Linked DNA regions of Mus musculus: region 2 is linked to region 1. A link is a contact called in public promoter capture Hi-C data. All regions are on one chromosome and are shown on one strand. The core of a region is the stretch at or near the end of the contact, and the rest is flanking DNA. Distances in the headings are between cores, read along the strand shown. Region 1 has its middle 20 kb from the start of Tiam1. Region 2 has its middle 30 kb from the start of Gm10789.

Region 1 (5,375 bases), core at 1,705-4,204:
TGTTGTTGTTGTTTAAAGAAAAAAGGGGCACTGTCCACATTTAATCTGTGAGATTTAGGGGCTGTGTTCTGATGGAGGATAGTAACCATGTGGCTTTGTATCCATCTTGGTTGGTGACCTCATCAAGACAAAGACCACTTGACTTTCTTACCATCTTTGTCAAAGCAACCACATAGCATAAATCGAAATGGTAACAGAGTGGAGTGCAGTATGGAGTTAAGCAGTATGCAAGTACTACAGGCTCTCTTACAAAACCTGTCTTAGGCAGCGAGTCCCTACTGGTCCTGCAGTCCTATGGCCGACAGGTAAGACTCTAGGACACACTCCTCTCTAGAGCAGAGAGTGCATGGTGCTCACAGCTGCAGGGGGTTGAGGTCCACCAGGACCTGAGAAGATCACCACACCTAGTATTTCCTAATATTTAACTAACTCTCTCTCTCTCTCTCTCTCTCTCTCTCTCTCTCACCATCCCACATCCCATCCATCATGAATTAGCCAATCACATCAGACTGTGATGCTATGCTCTCACCGTGGGGTGAGACAGTCACCACCCTCCTATAGGATAAAAACCAAGTGGCCTGCCCACCTTGTGTGCCTGCTTACCCAGGGTTGGTCACCGTACACCTTTCTGAAAGCTGAGTTGCCTTGCTGAGTTATTTTTGTGGGAGAGACACCAGAAACACTCCTTCCCAATATCATCTATGGCAAATGGCTCACAACTGTCCAAGGATACAGCCTAGGATGATGTATGGCCCTCTTCTGACCTCCATGGGCACCTGCGCTCAGTGAGCATACCCCTACACACACACACACACACACACACACACACACACACACACACACACAGAGAGAGACACGTACAGAATTAAAAGTAAGTCCTTAAGAGACTGAACATACATATATAATAATAAAAGGAAAGAAGGAAAATAGAAACTGTATTTGTATTCTAGCCTTAAAATCCCCTCCTTCAATTTGCTCAGCTGTGTTTCAATCAGACCCTTTTGGCATAAAACCCACACTCATTAAATTTAACAGACCACTTTCATTCACACCTGAACCCAGACAGTTATCTATGGCTTTAAAAAAAAAAAAAAAAAGAATCGGAGGCAAACAAAAGACACATGTGCACAGTCACAGGCTCACTTAAAATTCACGATCGGAAACCACTAATGTCAAGTGTGTCTTTAAAAGTCATTAGCAGTCACCTGGAAATCTCCAGTTTCTTAACCTGCACACTGATCAAGTTTACATGTTCTCTTTCTACCCAAATCTCCAGGCGTTTTTTCTCATTTCTTCTGTCCGCAGACAACCTTTTATCTAATTCTTGGAGAAACTCAGAGTGACTTCCACAAACTTGAAAGGCTACATAGCCCCCAGCAAGGCTCTGTCTGCATCTACACACTCCCAACTTCTTGTACACATAGGTAGCAATCATATCTAGAGCCAGACTCACCAACTGAGACTCCTTCCCACCCCACCCAGACTCAATCAGTACTCCACACATCGTTCTCAGTGTGCTCAAATTATAAATACACAAATCGCTCTGTTCTTGCTTTCTCATCCAAAAAGTCTTGGGGTTGCTTGTTGGGTTAGTCAGGGTTCTCTAGAGTCACAGAACTTATGGAATGTCTCTATAGATTAAGGGGAATTAATGGAATGACTTATAGGCTGCAGTCCAGTTAACACAACAATGGGCAGCTATGAATGGAAGTCCAAGAATCTAGTAGTTGCTCAGTCCCACAAGGCTAGGTGTTTCAGCCGATCTTCTGTATAAACTGGAATCCTGAAGAAGTGGGTTCCAACAGATGTGCTGGCACATAAGTGCAACCAGACAAGGAAGAAATGCTTCCTTTTTCCATTGTCCTTATGTAGGCCTCCAGCAGAAGATACGGCCCAACTTAAAGGTGTGTACCACCAGGCCTGAATTTGGAACTTGCTCTGTCCCAGGCTGACCTTGAACCCAAAGATCTGCTTGCCTCTGCCTCCAGGGATTAAAGGTGTGTACAACCTTGCCTGGGCCTAAGCTTTTCTTGGCTGCTATGCCTCAAGCTCTGGATCACAGGCGTCCCTCCATCTATAGACTATACTTCATTCCAGAAGCAGTCAAGTGGACAACCAGGAATAGACCTCACACTCATTGTCAACTGGGCCCTATTCTTTTCCCTTTCTCTTGACTCCAAGGCATCTAGACTGCCGTCCACTGCCATGTTCCTCTCCGACCTACAAAGTGGCAAACCTAATGCTTCTTCCTCTCCATCTTCGCCATGGTTGACGCAACCTTATGCACTTACAATGCTATGATTTCTGCCCTTGCCAGCCGCCATGATCCTTCGATCCCGCCAGTTGCTTCTGCTGACTCCTCTTCTCCGTATTGGACAGTTCTGGAGCCTCAAGAAGACAAAGATTGCCTTTTCAGTCTGCACTCAGTGTTTCGGGATGGGATACGCACTGACCCAGATCCTATTTCAGGGAAGGACTTGCTCTCTCAGGGAAGGACTATGAATAGTGGGCACCCCATGGTGACTGAATCAGGAGGGGTAGAGGCATCCAGAGATCAACTATGACAGGTGCTCTTAGCTCACTGACAGGTGGCCCTATAGAACAGTGTGATGTCTCTGCCCAAGCATGCATCCTCTCCCCACCCATTCTAAAAGGCTGATTCTCCTGAGAACGATCTTCCTCCTAAATGTCACCATCTTACTGTCCTCGGAGATCCCAGCCTGCCTCATGACTATCAAATACCAAGACTTCCTGGTATCTCTCCACAGGCGTCGGGACACTGCCTCTCCCTGCATGAGACCATGTTCAGATACCCAAGTGTGAGCTAATCCTTCCTTCCAGGCAACCTTCCCAGCCCAGCAAGGGGAACTCAACCCTCCCAGTGGCTCAGGCTGAACTGCAGCGAGGAGCGGTTTGCACATCTCTTTCGCAACCCACATCAAATTAGTCAGAAAATTCTATTGCACCCTCTTCAAAGAAAGGAGCAAATCTGAATCTCTTTTCTCCGTACTTTGCAGTCAGCAGAACCTGGCCAGGACGCTCTCTACAGAATTATACAAAAGCTTCTTCATGGGGGTGGGGGTGGGAGCTGTCTCCCTTTCTTTTCTGCTCTCTGCAGCCCACTCTACTTGGATCTCTAAAACCATGGGTTGGATCCATGGTTCCTCTGCTCAGGGGTAAGAGCCTCAGCAGGCCCTGTAGAGCTGGACACCATCACTGCTTCTCTGCCTATGTCTCCTGTCCCTCCCATTCTTGTTCTTGCCAAGGAAGCCACACTTGCCCCACTTGATGCGACTGAACTTTCTGGACACTTTCTTTCTCAAACATGCCTGCCTGCTTTACGTCTTCATCAAGCAGTCCCCAAATTTCTTCCTCTTCCCCTCAGAATAGCCCATCCACCCAGAGAAGCTACTCTGTCACGTTGTCAGGAACACCCACCACCTCTTTATAGCCTAGGTCATTCGGTTATTAATATAAAATGAAGAAATAACCAACAGTGGGTACTAATCAGTAGCGAACAGGTTTTTATTGTTTAGAAGCAATCTACAGAGATGAGAATCTCTGTATTTCCAATGACCAAGAACCTAGATTGATGTCAGTGTCTGGCGTGTCATGGAGCCTAAAGATAAAAAGACTTGTTGAAGCCAGGTAATAGTGGCTCATGCCTTTAATCCCAGTACTTGGGAGGCAGAGGCAGGAGGATTTCTGAGTTCAAGGCTAGCCTGGTCTACAGAGTTATTTCCAGGACAGCAAAGGCTACACAGAGAAACCCTGTCTTGAAAAAACAAAACCAAAAAAAAAAAAAAAAAAAACTTGTTGAGGGAACAAAGTATGTCTCATTTTCACATCACTGATAAAATAGAATAAGGCACAGAAGTGGGGAGAGGGGTGAAAGAGAGAGAGAGAGAAGCTAAGGACAGGGTGACAGCACGGTCCTGTAACCCCAGCAGTAAGGAGGCATCGGTAGGAGGAGCCAACGTTTATGTTCATATAGGTTTCTAGCATGAGGCCAACTCCGCGAACATGGAACAAAGAGGTTTATCACAGAGTGGGGAAAAAAAAAGTGGGTGGCTGAAATAGGCTAGATATGGTCCCAAATGCAGCAACCGCCAGACTCGAAGTCCTACAACCTCATAGAATACAGCCGCAAATGCTCTGAGTGTTACAGCAGAGTCAGAAAAGGCAGGGACAGAGGGGAAAATTACACGATGCCCTCCAGACAGGAGGTTAGCTAAAAATCCAAGTTCCCAACACGAGCAAGAAGCAGCAGGAGACGATGAACCAAGGTCTAAATGAACCTCCCGGCCAGCCGAACGCCACCTCAGCAGACGGGAGTACAACAAGACAGGCTGAGGTATGACCACATCAATTACAGCTACAGGTATAAATAAAAATAAAGAAAAAGATACAATGGTATCTGTAACAGTGTCGTATTACCAAAAAAACAGGAGAAGATAAAAAGAGTTAAAATGCTTGAATCCTTGTGTTTTCTGGTAAGAGATAAAAGTACAGAGACAGACACACACAGAGAGACACGAACAGAGACACACACACAGAGACACACGCACAGAGACACACACACAGAGACATATAGAAAGAGACATATACACAGAAAGAGGCAGACAGATTTTGTAATCTAATATAACTATGATAAATGTTGTGACAGGAAGAGGGTTTTTTGGTTTTTTTGAGACAGGGTTTCTCTGTATAGCCCTGGCTGTCCTGGAACTCACTTTGTAGACCAGGCTGGCCTCAAACTCAGAAATCCGCCTGCCTCTGCCTCCCAAGTGCTAGGATTAAAGGTGTGCACCACCACGCCCGGCTGAGGGTTTTTTAAATAAATAGGAAACGTATAAGGGGGGAAAACAACATAATTCTGAAAGAGTGTTATAAAGAACGATTTATAGGACTATCCACAGGACCAGAGCTACAGTTGGATAGTCCAGGGGCTCCTGCTGCCAGGCAGGACAGGACAGCCTAAGCTTGATCTGCGGGGCCCATGTGGTAAAAGGAGAGACCGAACCCCCACACATCTGCCCCACTGCACATCTGCCCAAACACATACACACACAATTACCTAATCAACTCATGACAATAAACAAAAGTATACAAAGTCAATATTCCAAAAGATCAGCTCTCAAATCAAAGGATGACAGGTGGTTTGAACAAGGAGTTTACAAATGAGGATAGTCAAATAAATTAGAATTGGGAAATGACATTGTGAATTATGAAAAAAAAATTAAAACCAGGAAATCCACTTATTAGCAGAATATAAGCAAAGTGGAGAATAATGCCAAGGTCTCCCTAAGGATAAAGTCGGAAGGCACTCTCTAACACTGACACAGAGGGCAGCTGGGTTAATCTCTTTACTGAGG
Region 2 (5,375 bases), core at 1,965-4,464, 130 kb after region 1:
GGACCAACAGGAAGAGGAGGTGAGGGGCGGGCATTGGGAAACAGAGATGACTAAGTATATAGTGTGGTGGCCTATGTATATAAATCCCTAATAAACCCAGTATTTTACACTCTAATGTTTAAAAAAAAATGAAAAACAAATAATATGTAAACAAACATAATAAATATGTAAATAATATTTTAAAAGAGAGTAGGCCTGTAGAAGTCCAGATAGTTTTGTGGGAGAATAAATACCTACATTTATTCTAAAGGAGTCTCCTATGCAGGAAGTCTGTCTCGCTGTAGCTCCCATTCCTACCTCCCGTGGTATTTACAAATACAGAGGCTCAATAGGAGAACAGTGGGAAGGGGCAGGAAACCCCCATTGGGAAAGATGCTCTGATCCCACCCGTTCCCTACCTCCTCCTCTGCCCCTCCCTCAACTCCAGGACCTAAGACTTGAAACTGAGACCAGGCTCTAGACTTTGCAGTCAGACTTTTGCACCCAGGGAACGCAAACCCAGACTTACAAAGTCAAAGCTATTTTCAGCTGAGAGGGGAATCACACACTCAAACTGGTTCAAGCAGAGTCTGCAAGTTCTAGGCTTCTGCCAGGGTTCTGCAGGTGATCAGGCAGCGAAGCCCTCAGACGAGAATGCAACTGAGCAGAATTACAGGTTCTTCTGATAGGACCTTTTCTTTCTCTGAGGCAGGACCTCACTGCCTAGCTCTTGCTAGCCTGAAGCTCACTCTGTAGACCAGGCTAGCCTCTAACTCAGAGATCCTCCTGCTTCTGCCTCCCAAGCGATGGGCTTTGATGTCAATTTTAATACCTTTGTCCTCACAATCTCCAGGATGATAGACAGCAGAGGCTGGGAGACTGGAGAAGCTACAGGGCAGGTGCAGCTATAATGCTCTGTGCAAGAAGCCCACATGTGGCTAGAAGCATCCGAAAGGCCCCTATGGTCCAGGCAAGCTCCTGTCACGAGTTGGGTGTCCGAGTGGGATGAGAGAGTCACTTGGCTGCTGCTTTCTGATTCTCCTTGGTTCCGCCACACAAGCAGCTTTCAACCCCACTTTAAAGCCTCAGGAAGTCGAGGGTCTGTTTCCGAGATTGGTATAAAGGGCGCTCTTAGCTTGCAGAGAAATGTCTGCACTTTCAGAGACACACAAGAAGGCTCTACTCTCGAAGTATGCAGAACTCTCACCCTGCATGCAGCTCGAAACTGTTAGGAATGTGGTCCAACACAGAGTCATACGCTTACTTAAAACATGAGTGTGTGTGTGAGTGTGTGTGTGTGAGTGTGTGTGTGTGTGTGTGTGTGTGTGTGTGTGTGTGAGTGTGTGTGTGTGTGAGTGTGTGTGTGAGTGTGTGTGAGTGTGTGTGTGTGTGAGTGTGTGTGTGTGAGTGTGTGTGTGTGTGAGTGTGTGTGTGTGTGTGAGTGTGTGTGAGTGTGTGTGTGTGTGTGTGTGTGTGTGTGAGTGTTTTCACAGCATGCATGTGAAGGTCAGAGGTCAGCCTTAGGAGTCAGATCTCTCCTCCTACCATGTGGTCTCAGGGATGGTTGTCACACTTGATGGTGAAGTACCTTACCCACTGAGCCATCTTGCCAGCCCTGACAATACCATTTTCAGTGTGAACTTGGTAGATGACCGTGTCAAGTGGCACTGTCAGAAGACTATGCCTGCTTTCCCTTTTCGTCACAATCTACCCAGCGGTCAGATCTCCAAAGTGAGCCCTACCAGTTTGGCCTTCCAGAGTGGGCCTGCAATGCCCACCCTTTGTTCACGTTAGAGGAATCCCATGCAGGCTCTGAGCCCAGCTGAGAAGCCCCCTCTAAACTCTCGGATGCGTTACTCTCCACCGTGATCCCCAAGCACAGGGCCGCTCAGAGCACGGACCCTGGATCTCAGCATCAACACGGAAGCTGTTGGACGCTGTCACAGCCACCGAAACCTACGCAATGACCGACTGCTAGCAACTCAGCCGTCTGTGCGTCACCAAACTGCCCCGAAGGGGTTCTGATAGTACTCATAACTGATCCCCACTGTAGAACTGGGGTTCATTTAAGAATGACTCCTGCTCCCCCTCCCTCTGCCTTATACCTTTCCTCGTTGTCTTGTGGAAGAGAAGCCTTTCCTTAGGTTCAAGTTAAAATGGCAAGGGATCAGCCGGGCATGGTGGCGCACGCCTTTAATCCCAGCACTCGGGAGGCAGAGGCAGGCGAATTTCTGAGTTCGAGGCCAGCCTGTTCTACAAAGTGAGTTCCAGGACAGCCAGGGCTGTCTCAAAAACCAAAAAAAAAAAAAGAGGCAAGGGATGGAAGTCCATTATGAGGGCCAGAGGTGAGGATGATGTCATCTGGTGCGTGGGCTTCACGCTCTGTCTCACTGTAGCTCCCTCCCTCTTTCTCTAAGACTTCTTCTCCTCGAGAAGGACTTGAGTTAGATCCCAAGAACTCCTACAATCTGTCCTCTGACAAACACACACACACACACACACACACACACACACGCCTTGGCACACACGTACACAGCAAGCAGACAAACACACGATGAATAAAAATAAATAATTCTTTAAACAAATAATACATCTTTGCATCCTGAAAACTCCTGAATAGATTTTTTTTTCCCCCCAAGACTGGGTTTCTCTGTGTACCTCTGGCTGCCCTGGAACTCACTCTGTAGACCAGGCTGGCCTTGAACTCAGAGATCTGCCTGCCTCTGCCTCCCGAGTGCTGGGATTAAAGGTGTGTGCCACCACCGCCCGGCCTGAATAGTCTCCTCGGGTCTGGCTTTTGAATAGCCCTATATTCATTCACCAGCTTTGGTCTCCAGTGTGTTGAGCAGATGGAGAGTTCTTGTTACAATTCAATAGATATACTGAATACTTACTGCCTAGTCCCTTTCCAGAGAAAGCCCCTAACATAGCCAGGTACCCCGCAAACATGCACTTGTGGGATTTAACGAATGAGTCTGTTCCAGAACTGGAAAGGGCCATGTGAAATTAGTAAGTATACCAGCCGCCAGCCCTCCACCTCCAGCACACCCCAGACAAAAAACCAGGAATTCTGCAGAATGAGACCAGAATTTCCGTGTAGCAATTCACTTGACAGAAATGACAGCAAGGCTCCCACTCACGGCCATTATTTGAAGACTTTCCAAAATGCCGGCTGTGTACTGGGAGAAACACTATTTGGTGTGTCTGCAGTCCCATGGGGACAGTGGGGCTGAACCACTCCCTAGGATTGCCCAACAAAGGCAAGTCCCTCGGTGTGATTAACCTCTTGCCTCATCATCGGAGCCACTAATCTCAAATCTTAGCCTTTCGAAACTCAACGAACTGGCTGGTGAGATGGCTAAACAGATAAAGGGACTTGCTGCTAACACTGACGCCCTGAGTTCAATCCCTGGGACCCACACATGGGAAAGAAGAACCAAGTCCCGTGGGCTGTCTTCTGATACACCGACACACATACAAAATAAAGAAATACATTTTTTTAAAAAAAAAAGAACAATACACCATATTAGTACCTACACAGCATGACCCACTGGAAATAAACTAGGCAGCAGCAGATGACACAGCACTATCAGGCAATAGGTGCTAGGCTCCCCCTCAGCCAGGCCTTCTGCCGAGTCCCACGAGTACAATGCTGTGCTCAGAGGCCACAGTTCCAATGCACTTCTCAGAACGCACCCATTTGCAGTTGCAGGATGCCGCCCTACTGTGGAGTGTGTGCCAGCACACTCCAGGTCTGGGCTCGATCCCCAGCACTGAAGAGGACAGAACGCAGCACACAGCCTGAGCTTTCGGCCTTCACTGCCTCTTCGAGTCGTCCTTTTCCTCCCAAGAGCTTGTATTCACATAAAGATTAGTAAATGAAAGCAATCTGGCTGCCACCTGTCAATCTGCCTTTCTTGATAGTTTAAACTCTAAGATGCAAAAAGGAAAGAGATGTTGCCGCTCATGACAGGCAGCTGGGAGCAGCAAAGACTGGATCCCCGCCTAAAACCCTGGGAGAGCCCACGAGCTTTTGCCAGCACCTTGCATCAACATTGGACATCTGGCCTCAGACCTGGGAAAGAACGTTAGCATTGTTTTTGATCACCAAATTGTGGCTTAGGAAACTAACACCCTCATTAATCACTCCCTTTATTTTTCTCAAAAGCAATCTACAAGAGCCAGTATCATCACCAATGTGTGAACAAAGAGGGCCTGACTCTTGGGTAGAGCAACATGCTCAAAGCTATGGGCATGGGACAGAGCCAGGCATGGACCACATCCATGCCACCTTCTAAAAATGCCTCTCTGGCTCCAGTGGACTGACATGTGGCTTGTTGGCCTTCAGGAATAATCTAGAAAACAACTGCCCCAGTAACACCATTCTGATGAAATAAATAAATGTTCCCATTTCAAGAAAAGACACAAAGTAAGCCCATCCACCATGGCTCACAGGAGACAAGTAAGGTGATGTCAACGACGCGGCTCTAACATTCAGCGAGCAGAGCGAGCTCTCAACCTGCTCGCTGACAGTCACACTGTCACCCACAGCGGTCCTGTACCCTCCATCCTCTCAGCATAGATGCTGTTATGGCTTTAATGTAAGAAATCTCAGGTCCATTCGATCGGACACAGTCTCCACCTCGTGCCACTGCCTCGGGAGGTTGTGAGTCTCGACATGATGAAGTCTGGCTGGAGGATGTGGGCCACTAAAGAAACAGGCTTTGAGGTCTATTTAGTGGCTCCGAGTCAACTTCTCTGCCCTTGATTTGCTGAGGTGTGGGCAGTCACACCAGTTCTCCCTGCCACCATGCCTTCTCCACCACATCTCCTAAATAAAACAAGATAAGCCTCTTCTAAACTGCTTCAAAGTCCTCGACCACTGCACCAAGCAACGGAGCTATGTAAAGAAAAGTTGTAGCTGGCCTTCCCGAAGACACCTCTCATTTCACTGTAACCCCAGAACTGCTGCTTAGAATCCAGGAGTGTGCACGGTGTGCATGTCCCCATGGTACTCTTGACAAGCTTCTGCTAGAAACCAGACATGGAGGATTATGGGTAGTGGGGATTTTCAATGAATACATCACTCACCATTGAAGTCTGAAATACACCTCCACCTCCGCATTTCACTCTAACACCAACCCAATTAATAATGATTGGTGGGAATTAAGAAACATCCATTGAACATACTCGTGTGGAGATGTGATTCTACTCAGGAGAGTAAGGACACAGTGACAGCTATGAAAAGGACACAGTACCCTGTGAAATAATCACAAAAGACTTGAAATGATACTCAGCCTGTTATCCCTGATCACAAGGGACATGCAAATCAAGTCACAATGTGATATCATTGCACAGCCACTCAGATGGTCATCATCAAAGCAAGGGGGGGGTGG

What was found. Capture Hi-C pulls out chosen DNA fragments and counts their contacts.
Region 2: a promoter capture Hi-C map of adipose tissue shows a contact between it and region 1. The contact joins two enhancer-like sites. A contact is called at or near these places in 1 of 15 datasets of contacts at CTCF or cohesin (the NIH/3T3 cell line), 1 of 484 Hi-C or Micro-C datasets (spermatogonial stem cells), 1 of 115 datasets of contacts at active chromatin or transcription factors (embryonic hindbrain) and 5 of 9 other capture datasets (adipose tissue, embryonic stem cells, liver and 2 more).

What each region holds. Positions count from the first base shown.
Region 1 is chr16:89,977,692-89,983,066 of GRCm38.p6, forward strand. It overlaps a transcript of Tiam1 not described here. Among named protein-coding and RNA genes, the nearest start is that of Tiam1, 20 kb to the left of the region's middle. Within about 2 kb of position 2,955, at least 18 of the 459 cell types and tissues checked have an H3K27ac peak or open chromatin away from gene starts, as enhancers often do. A contact at or near this core is called in adipose tissue, where this site is marked.
Region 2 is chr16:90,109,742-90,115,116 of GRCm38.p6, forward strand. It overlaps a transcript of Tiam1 not described here. Among named protein-coding and RNA genes, the nearest start is that of Gm10789, 30 kb to the right of the region's middle. Within about 2 kb of position 3,215, at least 35 of the 459 cell types and tissues checked have an H3K27ac peak or open chromatin away from gene starts, as enhancers often do. A contact at or near this core is called in adipose tissue, where this site is marked.